2 separate regions of the Zea mays genome follow, and region 2 is linked to region 1. The links are chromatin contacts, called in public Hi-C maps. All regions are on one chromosome and are shown on one strand. The core of a region is the stretch at or near the end of the contact, and the rest is flanking DNA. Distances in the headings are between cores, read along the strand shown.

What was found. Hi-C and Micro-C count contacts between places; a contact is called where the count stands out from the background.
Region 2: a contact with region 1 is called in a Hi-C map of tassel, with 3 times the contacts expected there. The contact joins the enhancer-like site here to the promoter of LOC103650495 in region 1. A contact is called at or near these places in 3 of 25 Hi-C or Micro-C datasets (ear, leaf and tassel).

Annotation. Positions count from the first base shown.
Region 1 is chr3:124,325,223-124,329,981 of Zm-B73-REFERENCE-NAM-5.0, forward strand. LOC103650495 (WPP domain-associated protein) reads right to left here and starts at 1,830. Exons shown (of 5, transcript XM_008676081.2): 1 at 1,287-1,830. The coding sequence starts at 1,307.
Region 2 is chr3:124,682,593-124,687,351 of Zm-B73-REFERENCE-NAM-5.0, forward strand. It overlaps LOC100274567, which reads right to left. Exons shown (of 18, transcript NM_001148922.2): 11 at 4,749-4,759; 12 at 4,388-4,576; 13 at 4,215-4,295; 14 at 4,004-4,138; 15 at 3,568-3,899; 16 at 3,249-3,354; 17 at 2,985-3,137; 18 at 2,467-2,886. The coding sequence ends at 2,740. Among protein-coding and RNA genes, the nearest start is that of LOC100274567, 6.7 kb to the right of the region's middle. Within about 2 kb of position 2,374, at least 17 of the 20 cell types and tissues checked have an H3K27ac peak or open chromatin away from gene starts, as enhancers often do. A contact at or near this core is called in ear, leaf and tassel, where this site is marked.

The DNA.
Region 1 (4,759 bases), core at 580-3,079:
ATCTTCCTCTGATATCTAGGAAGAGGATCGACTCTTACTAAGGACAATTTGAAAAAAAGAATGTGGAAAGGAAGCCTAGAGTGTAGTTTATGTAACCAAAATGAAACAATCCAACACCTCTTTTTCAATTGTTATTTAGCTAGAGCGGTTTGGAGAATTATTTTTATTGCTCTAAATATAGAAAGACCCATTAATATTAATCATATTATAAGGATGTGGCAAAGTAGTAAAAGGATTGCTTACAAAAACAATTGTTAATAGGGGGTAGCAGCCATGTTTTGGTCAATCTACCTATACCGTAATGATATAGTTTTTAATAAAAAACAGATACCTTCAATCATGCAGGTGATTTTTAAGGGGTCTTACTGGCTCAGATTTTGGAGGTTATTGCAAAAATAGGATTTACACCAAGATATCAAAGATGTTTGCCGTGCAATGAAAATAGTGGCAATGGATATCTTTGCAACACATGGTTGGAGATGTAATGCTAGAAACTGTGTTATGATATTTTTATTTTAGTTGGGTTGAGTATGTGATGTTTTTACTATAGTTGGATTGTTTATGTTGATTGTACTATGAAGTCATATGTATCCTTGATGCAAAAGGCTGGAACATGGTTTCTCCATTAAAAAAAAAGAAGAGGATGTGGTCTGAGGGCTGAGGCTCATCATCGTTCTCGTACCCTACTATGAGAATGATGAGCAGTTAGCTGTTACTCCTGTTAGCATACCTAATACATACTTGAAAAAAGAAGGTTGCAGAAAATGTTGTCCAACCCGTGTAAAACTATAGCGATGTAGCAAAAGGTAAGGTTTTTTGTATGAAGGAGCGGACACTGGCACAGTAGCATGCGACGTTGACCAAATATTTACCCCAACCCCACGACCTACAGTAATTTGCCGCGGCAAGAAGCAAGATTGATGCTCACACAACATCTCCCTCTTTAAGCAACTGCGACTTCACCACTAACCTAATCTAGCACTGACCACCGGCGGTTCCAGTAATTGTTCACCCCTCAAGGCGAAGCGACGATCTAATTGTACTGAAAAAAAAGACAGCGGATTGTGGACCACAGCCAGCCTGCCAAGTGCCAACCAACGCAAGAGGAATATGAATGAACTGTGCCATCTGCACATGCATATTCCTCTGCTCATATCACACCAAATCCAGAAGCAAACCAAAAAACAATCTAACAAGACAAAGAAAACGAATCGGTCGCTGGCGGCTGCGCTGCACCGTGGCGCTGAAACGGGAGGAGGGTTGGCGAGCAGAAGTGCAGAACTCACCAGGTCGGCGGCCGCCTCCATCTCGCCGCCGTTGCCGGACCCGGACGGACAGAGGCGGACTACGCCGCACGCGCTTCGGCGAGGCCCTCGGACCTCTTGGCCTCCTCTGCTTGCTCCCCTCCGCCGCCGCGATCCTGCGCCGCGTCAGAGACCTCTGGCTCCGCTCTGCCCCCTCCGTGGCTCGCTCGCTGTGGTTGCAGTTGCAAAGGTCGCGACGGGCGGGAAAACGAAAGGAGGCGCGGCGCGGCGAGATTCAAGGGAAAGGCGAGGCCCGTGTCCTGTAAAGGCGCCCCCTTTTCGGTGCGTCCTGTTGCCTCCCCGCGCCGCTGCTCGATTGCGCAATCATCAGACGCCAAATCGCTGCGCTTAACTGGGAATCGGGGAAAGGGAAACCAGCGCCGGGCAACCGCTCCCTTGTCTCTTCGTCTTCGTGACTTGGTTCCTCTGTGTGTGTGTGGACTGTGGAGACCGGTCCCTGCCTCCCTGGTGGGAGAGAGAGAGAGAGGTGGTTGCTCTGCTTTGGCGTGGGTTCAGTGGTTCACACGGGATGACGGGACGGACTGGGGCAAGAGACAGGTAGGAAGACGGCGACGCTGACGGTGAAGCGTCGTCCCGGGACGGCGCCTGCTTGGTTGGACCTCACGCGGTCACAGGCGCCCGCGGCCCGCGCCACTGCTGCAGGGATATGCTCGGACAGAAAAAATTCAAAAAAATTTCTCCAAAGAACAGAAAACTCACATAAAATCTTGACGTGGATTGTTTCGTATACTTCGGGTGATCGGGTCTGTTTGATGTGACAAACATTTTTCCGACCAGTTTTTAATAACTGATTTATAGAAACTGATTTATATCTTAATTTATAAAAATTGAATTTACGGTTTCTTAAAAACCAAGAAGCTAGCTTCTCCTAGCTTAAAAAATAAAAATTGATTCCTTAAAAACTAGATTGCTTTCATACATGACCTAATTTTAGCACTTTGGTTTTAAAACAGGTTGACTAATAAATTAGTTAATTGTTAGCCAAAAAGCTAATTGTTTGCCTAGTACCCGTTTGACTTTGCTAATAGTTACCGGTAGATCATAAAAAGAGAAAAGACGATCTCTCTATCCTCGAGATCCTCGTCAGTTTCTTTACTTTCTCTTTTGAATAATTGTTTGCAATGCAGTGTAAAACACATAATATTTACTATGTCTTAGACATCTATTAGCTAAGACTCCAAATATCCCATGACTAAATGTTTGCCATCTAATTATTTACGGGCTAATTGACAAACATTAGCTAGGAGGATCCAAACAGGACCTTCATATGCTACAGAAAATAGAATTTCGACGAGAAGATCAAATTTCATATTTATCGACACGAACCTATTTGATTTTCACCTTTGTCGGTGACCATCTTTACACTACAAACTAAGAGATGTTGCACATACCATGCTCACATAAATACTTTCTCCGTTCTAAAATAGTATTCGTTTTAGGGTGTTAATGGATTCATGCAATATGTTTTATATATGTATCTAGATTTATTATCATGTATTTGAATATGGAAAAAAGATAAAGAAGTAACAGGTATTGTGGGACGGAGGGAGTATTAATCAAACACAAAACAAAGTCAAGCATCTTTTTGAAAACCACTTATCATTGAATCATCTATCGTGGAACTGAGGGAGGGAGTGTTAGTCAACACAAAACAAAGTCAACCATCTTTTTGACAACCACTTATCACTGAACATCGCAGCATATCTCAACCATGTGTTTGCATCTTCACTCTCACTAACGAGTGGTAAGCTCTTGTTTACCTGCAATGTCAATGTGATGGCATCTCGAACGATGTACTTGTGTAACGATCATGTTTCTGTATCACTCCAATAAATTTAATGGTTGACAAAGTAGCACCTCGATTAATGCAATATATAGTTGCACTAAGCATGCACAATGCACAATGGATCAATATCTTCCGTAATGGTACGGTAGCAGTATAATACTCGTCCCTTTTACCCCACACATGACATACTTCTCAGCTTCTTCTGATCCGTACGAGAAACCATAATTAGGTGTTAAACGATGATCTATAACTGTCATAATCATCGTCCCCAGTGGCGGAGGACGCTAGAAAATTTAGGTGTTGCTAACGCAAGAAAAAATAAAATTTATAACACAGTATAAAATAACTTGTAGCTACAAAATAAACAATAGATGTTGAAAAATACCTTATTTAATAGTCATCTTGATTACAATCCATTTACAAACAAACGCCATATAGAGAATAAAATCTGGAATAAAGAAATAATGAGTTACGAATGGCAAATTGAAGTAAAAATTGTTGAACAAGTGAAATAAGAATATACCTTTAGTTGAGTCTAGTTCTATGAGATCTAGGTAGAGATGGCAATGGGTAAAAACCCGCAGGGTATTACTTGCCCAAACCCATACCCGCGAAGAAAAAATGCGCCCGCTAAAAAACCCATACCCACGACGGGTATAAATTTTTGCCCAAACCCATACCCATGCGGGTTTCGGGTACCCAACGGGTTTCCCATACCCACTAACATCAACATAACAAATAATCCATCATGTAAATGACAATCAATACATTAATAAGCTATCATAAAATGAACAAGTGATAACTAATTTTAGCTTAAAATTTGTTACATGAAGTTTATTTCAATTAGAACATATTCAATTAATAATATTATGAGACATATTTATAAGGAATGTTGATTTCAAGGCGGGTTTTAAAAACCCATGGGTTTGCGGGTATGGGTAGTGGAAGAACAAACCCATGCCCACGTACCCGTTGGGTTTCCACTTTAACCTATTAACAAACCCATGGGTACAGAAATTGACCCAAACCCATACCCTAATAGAGCAAAAACCCATCGGGTTTCGGGTAGCGGGTACCCATTGCCATCTCTAGATCTAGGCAATTGCATTTGTCTAGTTTTCTTATTTTGAAATGCCTTCTTTATTTTCTGAAGGTCCAGACCTTTAAAAATTTCTCTTTCAATGTAGCACACCATCAAGTCATTTAACCAACCATCGGACATCTTGTTGCACAACTCAGTCTTAATAATCTTCATAGCTGAGAAGGCCCTTTCCACTGTTGCAGTCGCCACAGGTAACAACAATGCTAACTCAATAAGTCGATATACCAGTGGAAACACAATATGCCTCTCAAGCTGAACCATTGTCTTTGATAGACTAGCAAGATCACAACAAGCTTTGAACTCTTCAATTCTTCGTACATGAATAATAAAAGTTCTTAGTTGATCTTTTATAGTCTTGGAATCATCAAAAGAAAAATCATAAGAATAGATATCCGCGAGCCGAGCAAGCTTATCCACATCAAACTTAGAGAACAAATCCCTTGGGTCAAGACAAGAAAAACACACAAGCAACTCTTGAGATAGCTCATTAAAGCGATGATCAAACTCTGTGGTGATAGAATCTATAGCAGCATAGAAAGTATCAAC
Region 2 (4,759 bases), core at 1,124-3,623, 360 kb after region 1:
GCGCCATGGATGGACATTTAGTTCGCTTTATATTTATCATTTATTTTTGTAAAACTTCCGCTATGTAATAATAACATTTATGATATTTGTGACATTTATCTCTATACACTTTGTCATTATATGTGTTGTTCTTCTTTGGCACACATATAAGACACACCCGACTTTATCCCTTAAATCCGGGTGTGACAGAGGTCCTTGAGCAGCGCGCGAAGGAGCGTCAGTCCGTCGTCGGAGGCATCAACGAGGAGCTAGCGGAGGTGGCAGCGGAGATGCGGCGAGGAGGGAGGGACGAGCGTGGCCGTGTGGCAGCGGAACACGACAAGGGCGACGGGCGGGGCCTGATGGGACGCTGCGTGGTAGGGTCGTGCCTGAGACTGGTCGCAACGGTTTCCCCTAAATTTCTTCCATTATATCCCACTTTTACGCCACGTCACTAAATTTCCACACTTTACTTTTTAATCCCCACAACGGTTTTCCCTAAATTCTTCCCCTATACTCCACTACAACCATTAAATATTATTTTTTATACCTATGCATCATTTATTATCATTTTTCCTCCACTAAAAAACAACACAGTGTGCGACATTCGAGGGCAGGAGGTCGGCTGCCGCTCCTCTAAATCTAGTGTAGCACTATGCAATCCCCGTGTATTGTAGCTTGTATAGGAGCTCTTAGGGGCAGACGCTGCACCGAAAGTGTGACCCTAAACATGCACAATAGTAGGGGAGGGGGCATCCTGCAGACGCCGTTGCAAGCATTTTGAGGGGGTTCAAGAGAGTCGACCGACCTTGGGCCCCACCTCAGTGTATACATGAACGTTTAGTCTAGCGGCAAGCCAGGTAGGCCACAACAATATACACGCAAGCAAAGACAAATAATCTGGTGTTAGAGCTAAGAATATTGCAAATGACACTGCCAAACACATCAATGTTTGGTATAGAATTTTTTTGAGTTTGTTAGATAAATAAATTGATATCCCAATATATTTGTTGCTTCTCGGATATTATTTGCAATACCAGAATATGTGACATCAGTTGAAAGGAGTTTCTCAAAGCTAAAATTATTAAAGAATCATTTAAAGTCTGCAATGTCTCAAGAAAGGTTAAATAGACTAGCAACTTTATGTGTTATAAGAAGAAATGATTAGATGTTATTAATTCTTTTGCATCTATAAATGTTAGAAGTCATTTTAAAGCGATCTCTACAATATATTTGAGGTAATAATCTTACTTCTATTTTTCACCATTCAAGTTTTTCTATGATACATCAAAATATTTTAATTAGTTCATATATATATATATATAGTAAAAATAGTTCTTATGGTATTGGGCCTCCGTTTATAATCTCGTTTCGGTCCTTATAAAACTCAGGAATGGCCCTATGCGCGGAGGAAGAATGGGGTGAGGTCTGCGTGCGGTGCTAAGGTGGCCAAGTGGGGTCGACGACGTGAGGGGGCGACAGAGAAGGGTTTGGGGAGGAGGCGATGGAGGTGTGGTGTGGTAGGTTTTGAGCGGAGGAGAGGGGGCGGAAAGAGGAGAGCATAGAGATGGCAACAAGAAATTCCCCATCGGATTTTAGCTCCTCATACCCATTCCCGCGACGAAAAAATTTCCCGCGGGGATCCCCACGAACGCTTGTAGGGACATTTCTTCCCCGTCCATGTTTCCCGCGGGGATAAATCCATGTCGGTGATCCCCCATCCACCCTTAAATTATAATTAGATCGTACTTTATTTGTTATTAATGTAAAACATTGTCACTTATACACATTATTAGATGTAAAAAAATCATTATGTGTACATTAAAATCAACACATTTATACAATGGGTGATCTCTTGACAAGGTAATTATTTATTTTTATCATTAACTATTATATGAAAACATCGTCGCATATAAGTTTAATGGGTCCCCACAGGGTACGGGTCATCCTCGTTTACTCGTCGTAGAATTTTTTTCCCATTTACATCCCTATGGTGAAAAACTTACACATCCCCATCCTCTAAGGACTGATTTGGTGACTAAAAAATGGAGATCTATGGAGAGGAATTTGAATAGGAAGAGGATTCCACATGAATCCCATCCATTTTCCTAGTCACTAAATCATCCCTGACAAAGGAATTCCGTGAAGGTCCTCATTGCCATCTCTAGGGAATGACCATGGCGGAAGTGGGGGGGGGGGGGGGGGGGGGGCATGACCATGGCGGAAGTGACGGTTGGGTACCGCTGAGGACAGGGACGGATGAAGATGGGCTTGTCGGGCACAAGCGCAAGCCATTCGGCCCATTAATGTTATCATTGGGCGGCTCCAAGTGGGTGCCGTAGACGATGAGAGAGGCCACACCAACACGGAGGCAACACTTCAACTGCAAGCAAGCGCAGAGCATGCCGCCGCCATTGCCCGCTCCGATACTGCGTGTGCCCTGTAGTGGAGCTACCGCTGCATGCTGCAACCTGCAATGCGAGTACTGATCGAGCAAGCAGAACTAGCAAATAGTAATACTGCAACCTGCAACAGTGATCAATGTCGCCGGCGACAAGCCGGGGAGACGAGACCACGACCAGGCACGCATACAGCTGTTGTAGTTGTTTGTCACGCACACACACAAACAGAGTCAGTTCTCGATCATCCACACAGTACACAAATTCTTAACACAGGCGGCACAACGGAAAAGCAACTAATGATACGTAGTAGGGCAAAAGGCGGCATCCGGTCTGGCGCTGCCGAGCGATGTTGCGAGCCTCAGATGAAGGTCCAGTTGGCGAGCATGAGCGCCAGGCACTGCGGGGCGCCGTCGTCACCCACCACCTTCCACGCCACTGCCTGCTCGTACGACGCCTGCCGCCCCATGCTCGACCTGCACACGCCACCGGGGAGGTACGCCAGGCCCTGCTCGGGACGGGGGGAGAAGAGAAGAGGCAGGTGTCAGCTGGCTTGCGACGACCACCACCCGCCATGGGCGCCACGGCTACCCCTACCACCCGTACCTGCTGCATGATCGCGGGGAGCTGCGCGGACAGGGCCTTCTGGCCCTCCTCGTCGAGGACCGCCTCCAGCGGCAGGTCCTGGATGTTCACCATCGTCGTCTCCAGGATGTCGAAGCCGGCGCTGTTGGCGAACTTGAGCGTGAAAGCCGGCGGCTGCAAGCAGTTGGCAATGCCCGGCTCCAGGTTACGGCATAAGCTACTATCATTAAGAAGTGCGGCGATGGCGATGGAATCATGAACACGACAGCATCAGAGGCGACTGACCTTCAGAGAGCAGCAGAGTATCGCGTCGCTGTGCTTCCAGAACAGCATCAGTGGAGAGTCCGCGCCTTCGGTGTCCGACCAGCGGATCTCCGTTCCAGTGTGCGCCCTGCAATTTTGGAATCGTCAAGATCCCATACACAGCTCGGTAGCACACAGTTCCAGGGGTCATGCTGGATGTCAAGAGTTCCTTCCAGCGTAGTGGTGGATTGAGAGAGCATTAACAACTCCAGGGTAAATTAGCTGGACGAATGGAACTCCCTAACAATTCCAGAGTAGACAAAACGGAGAACGCAACAGGTAAGCTAAGAGTTCTACGGACCTGTAGCTCCTGCCAATCCACGTAGCTAGTGCAAGTGCCTCGGGAGAGCCCGGCGGATGCTTCAGTTCGATACGCGAACCGAGGCGAGAAGGAGCGATCGCCATGGCCACCCTCTGCACGGAGGCCATCACGCCCCTGACGTACTGCTTGGCCATTGCCGCCACGCTCTCGCGAAGGTGGTTCTCGAACGAGAACTGGAAGGCGATGGTCAGGACCGATCTCGTGGCGCACGTGCCGGAACCATCGCATGAAGCGCGCATGCCGCTTCCACCTGATCCAACCTCGAGCGCAGAGGCAAGGTCAAGCGTGCGTGTGGTGGCCGTTGGCACATCCTACAATTTCATTTGGGTATTGTGTTAAAGGAAACAGTGTGGCAAGGCACGGGTAAGATGTGACACCAGGAGGGAGTGAATATACAGATCCGACAAATACTCACCGTCTTAGCATCAAGCGGTATCACACGGAAGCCTGAGGGCAGCAACGGTGCATCGTCGGCAAAAGATTCATCAATAGGAGCAAAGACAAGCTGTGCACACGCACCAGGTGCATCCTCGTCGACGCCACTGCACAGCTGCAGTAGCCGATAATGTCACACAATTGTAAAGCAAGAACCAAGAAGCAAGAAACAGATTGGAAGGCCTCCATACCTGTAGAAGAAACATATCCCGGGACATAAGCACCTCCTCATGGCTAAAGCCATGTCCTTCAAGCCTAATAACCTCCAAGGACTGAAATTAAAACATTAAGTTAGATGGAGCTTATATTGGTTGGACATTAACAAGAAGACAGGTGGAAGGAACCATGATCAATAGATTATTACCTCTTCATGCTCCAAGGTGCGTGCAAGGGGCAGTATAACCTGGTTGCCCATAAACCCACCAGCCCTTAAACCTGGAACAGTGTATGGGTTGGCCCTCAAAGAGGCGACAGAATAAGCATCGATGCCAGGATCAGCCCATTCAGACCGATGCTCCCTCAAAAATCGCACAAGTAGAGCAGGTGGCACATTCTGCAATATCAAAAGAAGTACATCGGGGTAAGGTTAATTGTACCACAAAAACAACTTTATGCAAGGAAAACTACCATGAAGATTGTTTGTTTAGTATTGTAACAGCTAACAAGCAACTAAAATGAACTAACAAGCAAACAAACATGATACAGAATGGAGCGCATGTACAAACCTGCAGCAGCA